Linked DNA regions of Zea mays: region 1 is linked to region 2. A link is a contact called in public Hi-C data. All regions are on one chromosome and are shown on one strand. Each heading gives the region's core, a stretch centred on a gene start, on an enhancer-like site or on the middle of the called end of the contact. The rest is flanking DNA. Distances are from core to core; before and after follow the strand shown. Region 1 holds the start of LOC100281415 (heat shock 70 kDa protein 4). Region 2 holds the start of LOC100382685 (Putative DUF1664 domain family protein).

Region 1 (3,467 bases), core at 498-2,997, 730 kb before region 2:
TCATACACCAGTTGAACTTAGGTATACCAATTTAAATCAATACATATTACTAACTCCATCTTATAAACATTATAGTTAGGGTTGAAAACGGACGGGTAAAATCCCGCCTCGACCCGAACCGTTTTCTACATTTGTCTCGTCTGTTTCCGTATTTACGAAAAATATGGAAACAGGACGGAAACAATAGAGGGTTTATTCCGTCCGTTTTTGCGGGATTCCGTTTTTTATCTGGATTGAACCCGTATTTTATTCCGTATTTGATAAATATGGGACGAGCCTAATATGCATTAGTATATAAACTGAAGCCTCGTGTCTTTAGGTGACAAATTATAACATAAATGGCCATTGTAACCATATGCTCTTTTCAATGACAAGTGGTCTAAAGTCTTAAACAACATCGGATGTAGCTAAATGTACACTATTAGAGCAATTCCAGTAGTTATCTAACAGACTTCCTAAATCAACAATTTAAGTAGTTAACACAAAAACTCATCTCCAACAGTTCTCTAAATGAACTTTCTAAATTTAACAACTTCTCATCTAACCTTATTTCCTCTCTACATTTGGCAACCATTTAGCAAAGTCCCTAAACAAAAATGTTTACTGCATTATGTAGATAATGAAGGTAATTGATGACATTGTGACTTTATTTTTTATGTGGATAGATACAAAACAAAACTACAACCTATATTTAGAGAACTATTGGAGAACTCACATTTTTTTACTTCCAAAGTTATTTAGCAATTTCTTAAATCTGTGATTTAGAGAGCTAAAATTTACATAACTATTAGAGTTGCTCTTAGCAACCAAACAACAATAGAATGTTGTCTCTCTATATCTATTTGTTTTACGTTATTATCCTGCCAATCAATCACCAGTCAAACATCAATATCATTCCTATTTGTATTAAATTATGAGTTTCCGTTAGTATTTCCGTTTCTGTTCGTTTTCGCAATTCCGTTTATCCCGCTCCCATTTCCATTCCCGACTATTCCAGACCCGATCCCGTTTCCGATGATAAAATGCGTATACGGAAATGGGAGATGGGTTTTTCCGTCCGTTTTCGTCCATTTTCATCCCTAAGTATAGTCTACAGTGCGTTGCACGTATGTATGCACATTATGGTGGAGATGGCGTTCGTTGCTAGGAATTCAGTTTTATTGGTTTTGCGGTTTATTCGTTGTCAAAAAAGTTTGGTGTTTGAAAAATGGAAACCAAACTTTTTGTCCAGGAATAAAAAAACTGCACAATTTGGTGTTTGATTTTTTGGTTTGGTGTTTGGTATTACCATAGTCACCAGACAAGTAGCAAATTAAACTACAAACATAAAATTGTATAAAGAACATAACGATAATTTATCAATAAGTACCTAATAAAATTGAATAAACAATTTAATGTTGAATAGTTCTTAAAAAATTAAAATGATATGAGTATAGGGTTTAAGACTTTATATGAACTGCTTGTTGGACGTCAAGGGATAGGTTTGCTAAATTTTGGTATTCTGGTATATTTGATGTGCGAATATTGAAAACCGTACTAAATACCTAACACCAAAATACCAAATAGAGTTAAATGCCTAACACCAAATAGAGTTAAAAAGTTGTTTGGTTCGTGTGGTGTTTGGTTTGGTAATTTTTTGCCCACCCCGGCGTGAGGTTTCCCGTCCACGTTCTAGAAGATTCTCGTCTACATTGGCCAATCCGCGGCACACACCGTATATCACTGCGTCCTCACTCCTCTCCGGCTCTCCCCTTCTCGCCAAAGGGGAAGCCCTGCCCGTACTTCCGTTGCGGCGCTACGAGCTTCGACGGGCCTCGATCTCCACCTCTGAAGGTACGATCGGATTCTCCATGCCTCCTTACTAGATTGTTAGGTTAATGTTTAGATGTTTTTTTGCGGCGGGTTTGGACCCGTCGACTGGGACAGCGGGTTTGTAGTCGTCGGCTGGGGTTCGCATTGCATTCGGTGAAGAATTCATAACTATTCGCTTTGATGCGTAAAATTCTTGGTTTCGGCGTTCTTGTCTTAAGATTCACGCAAGAATCCGTTGCTTCTCTGACCTGCCTAACCAGTAGATCTCTGGCTTTTGCGATGCAGTGACTACTTGTGATCTAGATCTGAAGCTGTAGTGGTCAGCAGCTTAGTGTGAATCGAAGATGAGCGTGGTGGGGTTCGACCTCGGCAATGAGAGCTGTATCGTGGCGGTTGCGCGGCAGCGTGGCATCGACGTGGTTCTCAACGAGGAGTCCAAGCGCGAGACACCCGCCATCGTTTGCTTCGGGGACAAGCAGCGGTTCATCGGCACCGCCGGCGCCGCGTCCTCCACCATGAACCCCAAAAACTCCATCTCTCAGATTAAGCGCCTGCTCGGCCGCAAGTTCTCAGATCCCGAGCTGCAGCGCGATCTCGCCTCCTTCCCATTCCGAGTCACGGAGGGCCCCGATGGTTTTCCCCTGGTCCATGTACGGTACCTGGGCGAGGAGCGGACGTTCACCTCCACCCAGCTGCTTGCCATGGTGCTGTCCAATTTGAAGGGCATTGCTGAGGGTAACCTGAATGCCGCAGTTGTTGATTGTTGCATTGGTATCCCGGTCTACTTCACAGATCTGCAGCGCAGGGCTGTTCTTGATGCTGCTACTATTGCGGGTCTCCGGCCATTGCGATTGTTCCATGAGACGACAGCCACTGCTCTGGCATATGGTATTTATAAGACTGATCTCCCAGAGAATGACCAGTTGAATGTTGCATTTGTCGATATCGGTCATGCAAGCATGCAGGTTAGTGTTGTCGGTTACAGGAAGGGACAGCTCAAGATGTTGTCCCATACATACGACCGGTCTCTTGGTGGGAGGGACTTCGATGAGGCCCTGTTTAAGCACTTTGCAGCTAAATTTAAAGAGGAATATAAGATTGATGTGTACCAGAATGCGCGGGCATGTATTAGGTTGCGTGTGGCATGTGAGAAACTTAAGAAGGTGCTGAGTGCCAACCCAGAGGCCCCACTGAACATTGAGTGCTTGATGGATGAAAAGGATGTGCGGGGTTTTATCAAGAGGGAGGAGTTTGAACAGATCAGTGCCTCTGTGCTGGAACGCGTGAAAGGGCCACTGGAGAAGGCCTTGGCTGAAGCTGGGTTGACTACTGAAAATGTGCACTTTGTTGAGGTTGTCGGATCTGGTTCTCGTGTTCCGGCTATAATCAAGATAATTACTGATTTTTTTGGGAAGGAACCAAGACGTACCATGAATGCAAGCGAGTGTGTTGCGCGAGGATGCGCTCTTCAATGTGCTATTCTCAGCCCCACTTTCAAAGTGCGAGAATTCCAGGTATTAGCTCCTCAGCTTACCTATGTATATCTGTTTTAAGCTAATATGGATTGGATTATACCAGACTACTCTATATCTTAAACTGCTGTCTATGCTTGAAGTTTGAACGTGTGCCATCTGGATACTAAAAATTTGAAACAT
Region 2 (3,183 bases), core at 397-2,896:
ATGATGAACAAATGTAACAGCCAAATTGTATCTTAAGCCATATAAAAAACATGTACATGTCCAAAAAATAGGGAGGAAGTAAAGTGAAGATTACATATGACATGTACACTTCGAATCATAAACCAAACAGACAGATGAAAACTTTCAAGTTGTACATATGAGTTATATAATTGTTGGCAGGTACATGTGAATGAACGAAAGCAAGAACATTTTATACACAATTCAAGGTAAGGGAAGTGTATGGCACAGAAATAGAAAGGAAACTAGTACGTGCAGATAGAAATGATAGAACTAATGTCATGACAGAAAGACAAGTTCAAGTCTTGAACATTACATAATGAGCCAGATAATCATAGTCAAACACAAGTTGTGCCAGACACATGATCTGGCACATAATCGAAGTCATAAGTAATTTAACATGTCATGAAATTTAGTGAGTGTACTCATGAACATACGTGTACTCCATGCAAGCACAAAGAATTGTGACAAAATAAGTGATTCAGTGTAATGGCTTATATTGGTGCATACTCATATAGTACGAAAGGGTAACATTCCACATAAATGCCAGAAATACATTGTCTTCAGTTTAAAAACATCAAGAACAGTCCAATGAACAACACTGGGGAAATAGAATTGCTGCCATGGCTAATGTTAGGCTTACTGTTGTTCGTGTATTTCCATCACGTGGAACAGACAAAGTTTGGTACACCAGGCGCCTAAATCGGAGGATGAACAACGTAACAAGTTCATACCTCGAACGACAAGTGTGGATCTGCTAAACTCCTATGGGCTTGGCAACAAAAACTACGAATTTTGAACAAAACCAGTGCGAATGTACATATATCCTGAATGAAGTTTTCATTTGACGGGGTACAAGATGGTATACCTCTAGTAGGGTTGGATCTCGGCCGCAAGACGGCGAATCCAAGCAAAATACGAGTGGTGTTGTAAATCAATCGTCAAATAACTAATGATTTCGCGTGGTTGATGAAAGGAAATACCTTAAGAAGGGGAGATGTAGTGCCCAGCACGCCGAATCGTAGCGTGTCCGTGTGGATCTGATGGCGCCGTCGATTGTCGGAGATTGAAGCAAACCAATCGGTCGCGACGTTCGTCGCTGGAAGCGGATTGGAGTCCTCTTCGGTCGCGAACGGCTGTGCGTGGTGACCAACTCGACCTCCTCTTCTGCGCAACCGAGGGGGGCCGGGGCCGACTCCACCGGGCGATGGTAGATCCGCTGTCGCGTCGCCGCGCAAAATCGTCCGTCCGCGGAGGGGTCGAGGCGAAGCGAGGTGGAACGCGAAGTTTCCGTAGTCTGGCGCGGCCGACAGCGTCCGCGCGAAGGAGGCGAGGGGGCGGCTACAGTAGTCCCCTGCATCTGGCGTGAGAGAAGAGTGTCGCGAGGGAGGGGAGAGGGTAGCGCTCGCCGCTGCGGGAGAAAGGGGGAGACTGCAGCCCCTATCCGATGAACAGTAATAGCGTAGGGGAGGGGAAGGGTGATGCGTTGCAGTCAGTCTGAGGCGGTCGTCTTCGTCAGAGCAGGGGAACCGGCTCTGACAATAGGCCCCACCCTCACGGCCTAACCTTTCTCTTTCTCTCTCTACCTCCTCGCGCGCCCTCGTCAGACCAGCCACGCGCTCAACTCCACGGGCCTTGAGCTAGGGTTTTCTTCGCCGCTACCTCCCTACGAGGCGGGCGTGCAGCCATGGCGCTGGTGCAGGCGGGCATGGGCCTTACCCGGGTCGTTATCCTCGTCGGCGCCGGCGTTGCCGGCTCCGTCGTCCTCCGCAACGGCCGCCTCGCCGAGATCCTCGGCGAGCTCCAGGTGCGTCGCGTATCCTGACCGCGGACTGCGCTCTTGCGCCTTAACGGCGGTATGTGATCCCAAGGGTCCTTATCCAGTGAGGGACCGTGGAGATTCAGAATTCCAGATGCTTTGTTTCTGATGATTCATGACGTCTCTTTGCAGGAGATACTCGACAAGGGGAAGAAGGTGAAGGATGGAGGAGGGGGAGACGGGGAAACCGATCTCAACGAGGCTCTTACCTCGCAGGTGCGTGTGATGTCCTTGCACTGCTCTCCACGTGAGTAGTTTGCTGTGTGAATACTACTTACTACTGCCTAAGAATAATTCAGTTCAGGTTCAGGATGGACATTGTGTAATGTCCCCGTATTTCCATTTGTTACACTGGATTCTATCAACACTCAGTTTTAAAAGTAGAATACATCATGCATGCGGATTGGTGTATGTGATTTAATTCTATGCCCATGCTGATTGTTTTGCTGTTGATACTGTGTTGCAATGGTCCAATGGCAAATTGGCAATTCTATCCTTAGAAGTCTCTTTTCTTTTTCTTTTTTAAAAAATGTGCAAAAATATCAGGGGAGAACAACTATGCGAGATAAAAAAACTGGTTACACACCTCGATATGCTGAGATTGTTTTCTGTTATTCTAGTGGTCGCTCCTCCTTTGGTGCAGTGTCCATTGCAAATTGGCAAGTTGAGGCTTTTGATCATGTATATAATGTTTCCCAAGTTTTTTGGGCTCATTAATTTATTGTGCAATATCAATAGGGGCCTCACAGTTCTATGTCAATCTATCACTGCACTTATGCACTTCTCTTCTAATACTGTTCTTTTCAATTACATGCTTGTCTCAACCAAATATCATGACCATAGAAACAAATTCTTATATCTGTACTTGTCGATGGTCCCGAAAGTGTACAGTGCTACAATAATCTTTGGATTGTTGCCTCCACATTTTCTTCATTAAGTGAATTATCTCTTTTGCACTTCTTTTGAATGTAGAACAAGGTTTAAAATAGCGGCCTATAGCCTTTTGGAGGACCTAAAGCTACGATATTTCACTTTTAGATGCTATTATAGCTACAACCGTTATAGCCCGATTTAGCTCTTCTAAATGTCATAGCTTTAGCGCTAAATAGCCACACTATTTCTATTTTTCAGATTCCAGGCCATCCCACCAGTTCTGCCACCCAAATCCATCTCTTCACCACCATCCGATGTAGCCTCATCAATCTCTGCTATGGCGGAACCCAACACATCCGACCTAGTCACCATCATCCAATCCCTTGCAGCAACGGTGGAATCCCTCAAGCTTTCGGTCGCCGAACTCCAGCAGGACCGCCGAACCGAGTCCTCTGCCCTGGACGGGAAGGGAC

What was found. Hi-C and Micro-C count contacts between places; a contact is called where the count stands out from the background.
Region 1: a Hi-C map of ear shows a contact between it and region 2, with 4 times the contacts expected there. The contact joins the promoter of LOC100281415 here to the promoter of LOC100382685 in region 2. A contact is called at or near these places in 2 of 25 Hi-C or Micro-C datasets (ear and tassel).

Annotation. Positions count from the first base shown.
Region 1 is chr8:91,799,205-91,802,671 of Zm-B73-REFERENCE-NAM-5.0, reverse strand. It overlaps LOC100281415 (heat shock 70 kDa protein 4), which reads left to right and starts at 1,747. Exons shown (of 10, transcript NM_001154333.2): 1 at 1,747-1,833; 2 at 2,098-3,326. The coding sequence starts at 2,157.
Region 2 is chr8:91,072,742-91,075,924 of Zm-B73-REFERENCE-NAM-5.0, reverse strand. It overlaps LOC100382685 (Putative DUF1664 domain family protein), which reads left to right and starts at 1,646. Exons shown (of 12, transcript NM_001175409.1): 1 at 1,646-1,825; 2 at 1,970-2,053. The coding sequence starts at 1,706. LOC109941413 (a long non-coding RNA gene) reads left to right here and starts at 2,098. Exons shown (of 2, transcript XR_002263964.1): 1 at 2,098-3,183.